Linked DNA regions of Callithrix jacchus: region 2 is linked to region 1. A link is a contact called in public Hi-C data. All regions are on one chromosome and are shown on one strand. Each heading gives the region's core, a stretch centred on a gene start, on an enhancer-like site or on the middle of the called end of the contact. The rest is flanking DNA. Distances are from core to core; before and after follow the strand shown. Region 1 overlaps LYRM9 (LYR motif containing 9). Region 2 overlaps LYRM9 (LYR motif containing 9).

Evidence for each region. A called contact is a pair of places that touch in the nucleus more often than the background predicts.
Region 2: a Hi-C map of induced pluripotent stem cells shows a contact between it and region 1, with 3 times the contacts expected there. The contact joins two enhancer-like sites. A contact is called at or near these places in 3 of 3 Hi-C or Micro-C datasets (induced pluripotent stem cells and skeletal muscle).

Annotation. Positions count from the first base shown.
Region 1 is chr5:105,669,664-105,673,831 of calJac240_pri, forward strand. It overlaps LYRM9 (LYR motif containing 9), which reads left to right. Exons shown (of 6, transcript XR_013535816.1): 2 at 2,442-2,581. Among named protein-coding and RNA genes, the nearest start is that of LYRM9, 12 kb to the left of the region's middle. Within about 2 kb of position 2,653, at least 3 of the 16 cell types and tissues checked have an H3K27ac peak or open chromatin away from gene starts, as enhancers often do.
Region 2 is chr5:105,722,039-105,726,303 of calJac240_pri, forward strand. LYRM9 (LYR motif containing 9) reads left to right here. Exons shown (of 6, transcript XR_013535816.1): 6 at 2,947-3,078. Among named protein-coding and RNA genes, the nearest start is that of NOS2, 11 kb to the right of the region's middle. Within about 2 kb of position 1,598, at least 2 of the 16 cell types and tissues checked have an H3K27ac peak or open chromatin away from gene starts, as enhancers often do.

The sequences.
Region 1 (4,168 bases), core at 1,403-3,902:
CCGCTCAGACCTGGTTGAGACATGGGGAGGAGTGCACCTCAGATTTGATGTTGGGGCTGTTACTAGAAGGGAGAATGGATGGTGTGGGTCAGACAACTACCTGTCCACTCCAGCATCAGAGCAAGAGTCAGGGAACCAGGAGGAATTGGCTGACATAGCTGAGGAGACCCATTTTTTGTTGCCGAGGAGATAATGTGCTGTAAATGGAATAAAGGAGCCTCTGGAACCAGCTAAGCTTCCCTTCTTAGTATAAGGGCATCTGATAGATTTAGTTTCTGGTTCTTTTGGAGGGGGTGACAGGAGGGGGGTGTTTTTTTTCTTGTATGTTCCTTTAAAAGTAAGGCCAGTCACTGGATCTCTTTTAGCTCCTTCATCTGGAACATAGCGGGTGTCTCTCTGTACAGAGGAGATAGTAGCTTCATTCTGTTTAGTTAACAGTAAGTGGAGCCCACTGCGGGCCAGGTGCTTAGCCCAGAGAGAGCCACAGGTGAGGTAGCAGATAAGTCCCTGGCAACACCGTGAACGGGGCTCTGCAGCCCCACAGAGGATAGGGGGATCCCCACTGTCTCCAGAAAGGAACAGTGAGGAAGGGCTTCCTGGAGGAAGGACACTGAGCTGAGCCTGGAAGGATGAACAAGGTTCCTCACACGGAGGAGATGGGAAGGAGTCCGCAGCCAGGGAGCTGCACGTGCACTGAAAGGCGCCATACTTGGTGGTCTGGGGGGTCTGGGAGCAGTTCCTGTGGCTGACTAGGATGCGCCCAGGACACTGATTCCAGTGCTCACTTGGTGTTGGTGTGGAGACTGGAGTGACAGGCTAGGGACTGGGATACCAGGCAAATGCTGTGTTAGAGGTTCAGGCAGGAGCTTGATGAAAGCTTAGCAAGCCCATATGTTCTAGAACTTGCCATTTAAAACAATCTATACTCTCATCGTTCCCTTAAAAAAAAGGAGGTTAGGCTAGAGTTGTGAGTTACTTAGAGAGAGCCTTAATATAGAGAAACATGTGGGTTCTGCAGACACAAAGAGAGTATGCTGTGTAATTCCATTTATGCGAAACTCTGGAAAATGCGCACAATTCTAGTGATAGAAAGCAGAGCAGTAGCTGCCTAGGGTTGGGGACGTCGAGAGGGCGTGAGGGAGGGATTACAAAAGGCATGCGGTAACTTTTGGGGATGATGGATATGTTTACTGTCTTGATTATAGTGCTCACTTCTCCAGTGTGTACCTGTGGCTACACTTACAAAATTATATACTTTATGAAGTTGGCTATATGTCAACTGTACCTCAATACAGCCTTTATTTATTTATTTATTTTTTAGAATAAGACTCTGGGGCCACTCTGTCCGAGTTCAAATCCAAGCTCCACCTTTATCAGCTGTGTGATCTTGGGCAGGTTGCCAGACCTCTCTGTGCCTGGTTTTCTTATGTGTGCATTAATTACATGTAAATAGAGACAAACAAGTGCTCATTGTGATTCTTTTTTTTTTTTGAGATGGAGTCTTGCTGCATTGCCCAGGCTGAAGTGCAGTGTTTCAATCTCAGCTCACTGCCATCTCCACTTCTGGGGTAGAGCGATTCTCCTGCCTCAGCCTCCAGAGTAGTTGGGATTACAGGCGTGCACCACCAAGCCTGGCTAATTTTGTATTTTTAGTAGAGACAGGGTTTCACTGTGTTGGCCAGGCTGGTCTTGAACTCCTGACCTTAAGTGATCTGCCCACCTTACAGGTGTGAGCCACCTCATCCAGCCCATTGTGATTCTGATCATAACTCATAGTAAAATGAAGTCATGTGCCCAGGCTCTGGGTGTACCATGATGACTCTGTCCAGTGTCTTTGTACAGAGCCCCCTAGATTCATGCTTCTCAAACTTTAAAATGTGCATGCAAATCTCCTGGCATCCTTGTTAAAATGCAGGTTGATCTGGTGGGCCTGGGATGGGGCCTGAGACTGCATTTCTGACAAACTCCCGCTGCTGTGGGTTTTGCTGGTTCAGGAGCATACTTTGAGTTTCGAGGCTCAGGCCTGTGGGCATTCTCCCCTCCGTGGCCTGTGCTCTTGCCAGCCATGGCTAATGTCAGAGCTGGTTTCCTAGTGATTGCCCCTCAGGGTCTTCCTGCTTGTCTCCCCTACCCTGCCTGTGAGGGACACCTACTCACACACCACCTGAAGTTGAGTGCCAGAAAGAAGACGCCAGGGATGAGGCTGTATATTTCCCTCCACACTCACTCTTGGTCCTTGCGGGCCTGCTCTGGGCTGGGGCTTCTGCAGGGCTAAACACCCAGCCCAGCCCAAGATGCAGGCTCCATGGGGTGGGACAGGAGGGGCACTGGGCCTCTGTACCAACCATGCCAGCTTCCCAGAGTGCTGGGACCTGGGGGCCAGAGCTGAGTCTAGAACTTGGCTTGGTGCCCTAGAAGAAGTGATGCTCCTTGTTTTCCAGGGACAGAGGGTCTCACAGATGGCCCCGCTGCCAGGGGCAGAACTGGTTCAGAAGCCACTGCAGCTCTACCGATATTTGCTGCGCTGTTGCCGGCAGCTGCCGACCAAGGGCATCCAGCAGCATTACAAGCATGCCATCAGGCAGGTGTGAGCTGGGTCCACCGGGTCTGGGACTGCCTCCGATGGCAGGCTTGGGGGCGTGGGTCAGAGGCCAGGGCATGGGGCTAGTCTCTCCGATGGTGGTGAAGTGGCAGTGTGGTAAGAGCCACAGGAAACCAGTGCTGGGCTGCCCAGCTCCTCTCTGTCCAGGAAACAGAGGGTGCATCACCCAGCACACTAGCTGTTCTAGGGCATGCATGAGGCAGCTAAGCGGGTAGTTAAAATAGACTGTGAAGCACGACATCATCTCAAAGGCATCCCTGCCAACAGTGCACAACTTGAATTTAATCCTGAGAAAACATCAGGTATAATCGAGAGGCCATCCACCACATAATTAATTGACCTGTCCTCATCAAAAATGTCAGTGTCGTGAAACAAAGAAAGGCAGAGTGTTCTGGATTAGAGAACTCAAGAGACATGGTGACTAAATGTAATGTGTGATTCCAGATTGGATCCTAGACCCGAAAAAAAATAGCTGTAAAGAGTATTACGGGCCGGGTGTGCTGGCTCACACCTGTAAATCCTAGCACTTTGGGAGGCCGAGGTGGGTGGTTCACCTGAGGTCAGGAGTTCAAGACCAGCCTGGTCAACATGGTGAAACCCCGTCTCTACTAAAGATACAAAAAATTAGCTGGGCATGGTGGCGCGTGCCTGTAATCCCAGCTACTCAGGAGGCTGAGGCAGGAGAATTGCCTGAACCCAGGAGGCGGAGGTTGCGGTGAGCCGAGATCGCGCCATTGCACTCCCGCCTGGGTAACAGGAGCGCAACTCCGTCTCAAAAAAAAAAAAATAAATAAAATAAAAATAAATTAAAAAAAAAAAAAGAATATTACGGATTATGGGTGTGGTGGCTCACGCCCGTAATCCCAGCACTTTGGGAGGCTGAGGTAGGCAGATTGTTTGAGCTCAGGAGTTCAAGACCAACCTGGGCAACATACTAAGACCTTGTTTCCAAAAAAAATTAACAAATGAGATGGGAGGATTGCTTGAGCCCAGGAGGTCAAGACTGCAGTGAACTGTGATTGTGCCACTGCGTTCTCCCCTAGGTGACAGGTGAGATCCTGTCTCACAAAAAAAAAAAAAAAAAAGGACTATTGCTGGGGCAGTGCATGAAATTGGAATATGGGCTCTAGATCATAGTGTGTCAATATTAAGTCTTCCAAATTTAATTGTTGTGGTCGTGTCAGAGACCGCCCTTGTCATTAGGATATACACACAGGGATGTTTAGGGGCAAGGGCAGTGTGTCTGCACTTACTCTTAAATGCTTCTGAAAAAACGTATACATAGAGAAAGAGAACAATAAAGCGAGTGTAGCAAAATATTAACAATTGGTGATTCTGGTAGGAATTCTTTATATATTACCACAACCTTCTGTAAGTGAGAAATCATTTCCAAATAGAAAGTTAGCTAAAATTCATACAAATATAGTATGGAAAGTAAAAAAAAAAGTGGAGGTAGCAGTAGCCACAGAGGGCTGTGGAAACATGGAGAAGGGAGCAGATAGCTGTCTAGGGAGTCAGGGAGGGCATCCCAGAGGTGGATGCTGAGGGGGCTCCCAAAGAGGAGCA
Region 2 (4,265 bases), core at 348-2,847, 51 kb after region 1:
CTGAGGCAGGTGGATCACTTGAGGTCAAGAGTTTGAGAACAGTCTGGCTAACATGGCGAAACCATGTCTCTACTAAAACTACAAAAATTAGTCCCTAACAGTGGCAGGCACCTGTAATCCCAGCTACTTGGGAGGCTGAGGCAGGAGAATCGCTTGAATCTGGGAGGCAGAGGTTGCAGTGAGCCAAGATTGCAACTGCACTCTAGCCTGGGCAACAGAGGAGACCTTATCTAAATAAAACAAGAAGAAGAAGAAGAAGAAAGAAGAAGAAGAAGAAGAAGAAGAAGAAGAAGAAGAAGAAGAAGAAGAAGAAGAAGAAGAAGAAGAGGAAAAGAATAGAAAAAAGAAACAAATTTAGAGATTGAGCAAAGGTTTGAATGGACACTTCACCAAGGAAGATACACAAGGATGTAAAAAGATGCTCAGGCCAGGTGTGATGGCTCACACTTGTAATCCCAGCACTTTGGGAGGCTGTGGTAGGCAGATCTCTTGAGCCCAGGAGTTTGAGATCATCCTGGGCAACAAATCTAGACCCCATCTCTACCAAAAAAAAGAAAGTTAGCTAGGTGTGGTGGCATGCACCTGTAGTTCTAGCTACTCAGGAGGCTAAGGCAGGAGGATCAGTTGAGCCCAAGAGGTCGAGGCTGCAGAGAGCTGTGACCACACCACTGTCTCCAGCCTGGGCAACAGAGTGAGACCCTGTCTTAAAACAAAACAAAAAAAACCACCAAACCGTGTTTAGGTGCTACTTGTCCTAGGAATCCTCCTTCATCCTCTTGACACTCTGAGTTACATGGGGATAAGTATATTCAGACGGACAGGGGACCTGAGGATCTCCCTGAAGGAGTCCCTGAGTTAGGTGGTAATTGCCATGTAACCTCATGCAAGTGATTCAACCTCTCTCACCTCATGGGGAGAAAACCCAGGAATCTCCACGTTCTAGGTGGACTGATGGGTTCACCAAGAGATCATAAAAGCAGTGGTTTGATAAAGTCATTATAGGGTTATAAAAGGTTGATAGCCTTTCCAACGAAATTCGGCAAAGTTATCAGCTTTCTCAGAACCCCAGCCAGTGCCGTATCAGGGTGCTTTCCAGGGTCGTCCCTTATCATCGTCCATACGCCTCTCCTTCCTCAATCCCTGCATACTGCTTGCTCTCAGTGTGCCATAAAACAGCAGACTTCCTCAATTAACCAATAGTGTCTGTGCCAGGCTCTGTCACCAAGCTGCAAAAATGAAAGTCCCTCACATGGTTTCCTCCAGAGAACAAGAGGTTATGGTAAAATACTTTGGGCAATAAGGAAGCTGGACCACTTGGCAGGAATCGTGCAGCCTGGGGAGAGTTTGGGACCCTGAAGGCAGTTCTTTAGGGCTTGGGTTCTCTCCACCCTGCCAGGCTGTGGCGTCCTGGTCCGGAGCTAAACCCCTCGGTCCCTGCTCCTCCTGCAGCAACCTGCCCTGCGCACCCCCCTGCAGGCTGCTTCTGCGTGCCATTCTGCTCCATCTGTTATCTCTCTGGGGGTGCTTTTGGATATCAGCCCTCCTACCAACTGCTCCTCCTCTGTCTCCAGTTCAAACCCGCAGAGTCTGAGGGTCCACTGGGCTACCTCTGAGGCTGCTGGCTGCCCCTGGTGACGTGCCCACCCTTGTCCAGGCAACTGGAGGGGGTCACATGATACACAGCAGGGAGACAGGCCCAGGAAACCCCTCAGAAGTAGCCCAGGCCAGGGCAGATGGGCTGAAGAGGAGTTCTGGATAGCAGTTACGTACTCAAGACAAGATAAATGATGTGGAATTAAAGACACAACCAGGACCTGGGGCAAAGTTGCAGTCACAGAGCTGCTGTTTTTCTCACATTTTCTCCACCTCTCTCAACCCACTGCAGGCTTTAGTTTTCACTTCGGGCAAGACTGAGAGCAGGTATTTCCCACATTCCCTTTTTCATCCACGTGCATGACATCGTTTGGCAAGATAAACAGCAGCCCTGTGACATATGTCGCCATTGTCCCCTGAAGAAGCTGAGTCACACAAAGAGCCAAGAATCTTCCCAAAGTGGGCCTGGCTCATGGTGCTGCTGGCCTCTCATAAGAGGGTAGTGACAACTTCCGCTGAGCACTCCATAAACTAAGCACTCAACACTCATTGCCGCCTGGAGCCTCAGGTGGGCACCGCTGCTGCCACTCCCACGTCCAGCAATTTATTTTAATCCCCTCTTCTTTCATCCGGACCTTTCAACTGCCCCAAGTAACAAACTATTTACATTGAAATTACCCAACAGACAGCTAATCTTATACTGGTGTAGAACAGAGGCAGTAAATACGGGTCATTGGTCATCTGCCCAGGGCAGATGTGGGTGGCTACTTTTTCCCACTGAGCCTTAAAAACACAGAACTTTAACATCCCTCTTGCTGCGAGGCTCTGAGCGGCCATTCCTTGTCTATGAAGGTTGGCATAATGGATACAATTCATTTGCCTTGGAATCTGGTTCACCCTTCTGTGGGGTTTGTGTGGGGACCTGCAGTTGATTTCAGATCAGCACTAGTTAGATGCTGCCTTCTCCCCTGCCCATCCAAAGGCCTAATTAGGAGGCTCAGGTCTTCCTGACAGTAAGGTGGTGCTTGAGGATGCAAATGGCTAGGAGGAGATCCCCTTCTGACACCTGTGACAATCCTCCTGGGGTTGCTCTGTGACTCCCACACACTTAATGACCTGCTGCAGCTTCCTGCCATATATAAATCTCTTGCCTGGTTTCCCTGAACTCCACCCTTTCCAGTATCTCATTTCTCAAGCTCTTTTCCAGTAGATAATTAGTGGAGGGGCATTTATGTACACATTGGATGAGAAACAGACTGGAAAAAGGAAACTCCCATTTATTGCAGACCTGCAATGTACCACACCCTATGCAGAAACTTGTATACCTTTTCTCTTTCTCCTTCCATTTCACAGATGAAACTGAAACTGATGAGTAATAGAGCTTGTGCCATCCAGAATGCCCCCCTCCAGGGCCTTCCATGGGCTTAGAGGAATCCCGATCACCTGTGTGCTTAAGAGCCACCGAGAACAAAGGCATGGTAAAGGGTAGGCTGCAGTTGCTATGTCTCTACTTGATGCAGGTCCCCAGGAGAGCAGGCTCTCCCACCAAAATCAGAGCTCAGAGCTCAGGGTCAGACATCTACCCCCATATGTCCATCCATCCACCCATCCACACATCCACCCATCCACACATCCATCCATCCATCCATCCATCCATCCATCCATCCATCCATCCATCCACCCACTGACCCATCCATCCATCCATCCATCCACCCATCCATCCATCTACCCATCCATCCACCCATCCATCCATCTACCCATCCATCCACCCATTGATCCATCCATCCATCCATCCATCCATCCATCCATCCAACCATCCATCAACCCATCCATCTATCCATCCATCCATCCATCCATCCATCCACCCATCCATTCAACCATCCATCCATCCATCCACCCACCCACCCATCCATCCATTCATCCATCCATCCATCCATCCATCCATCCATCCATCCATCCATCAGCTTGCCACTCACTCATTTGTTGATGGTCCATTGACGACTTCACATCCACAAGAAGCTATATAAAAAAAGAAAGCCCATTACTGGTGTTGTCAAGGATGTGGACTGATTGGAGCCCTCTCACTATGCTGGCAGTGATGTAAAATGGTGCAGCAGCCACTTTAGAAAATAGTCTGGCAGTTCCTCAAAAAATTGAACATAAAGTTTCCCTGTGACCCAACAATTCTACTCCAAGAGAATTGAAAGTATATGTTCACACAAATGTTTATATTTGAACAGCAATATTCGCAATGACCAAAAATAGAAACAACTCAAATGCCCATCAATTGATGAATGGATACATAAAATATGGTGTATCCATTCAGTAGAACATTATGAAGCCATAAAAAAGAATGAAGAACTTAAACATGCCACAACATGAATGAACCTTGAAAATATTATACTAAGTGAAATAAGCTATTCACAAAGGGCCAAATATTACATGATTCCATTTATATAAAATATCCAAAATAGGCAAATCTATAGAGAAACAAAGTAGATTAGTGGTTTCCAAGAGTTGGGGGTAAGGAAGAAATGGGGAGTGACTGTTAATTGGTATGGGGTTTCTATTTGGGGTGATGAAAATGTTCTGGAATTAGAAAGCGGTGATGGTTGCATAACTTTGTGAATATACTAAAAAGCACTAAATTATACCCTTTAAAAGGGGGAATT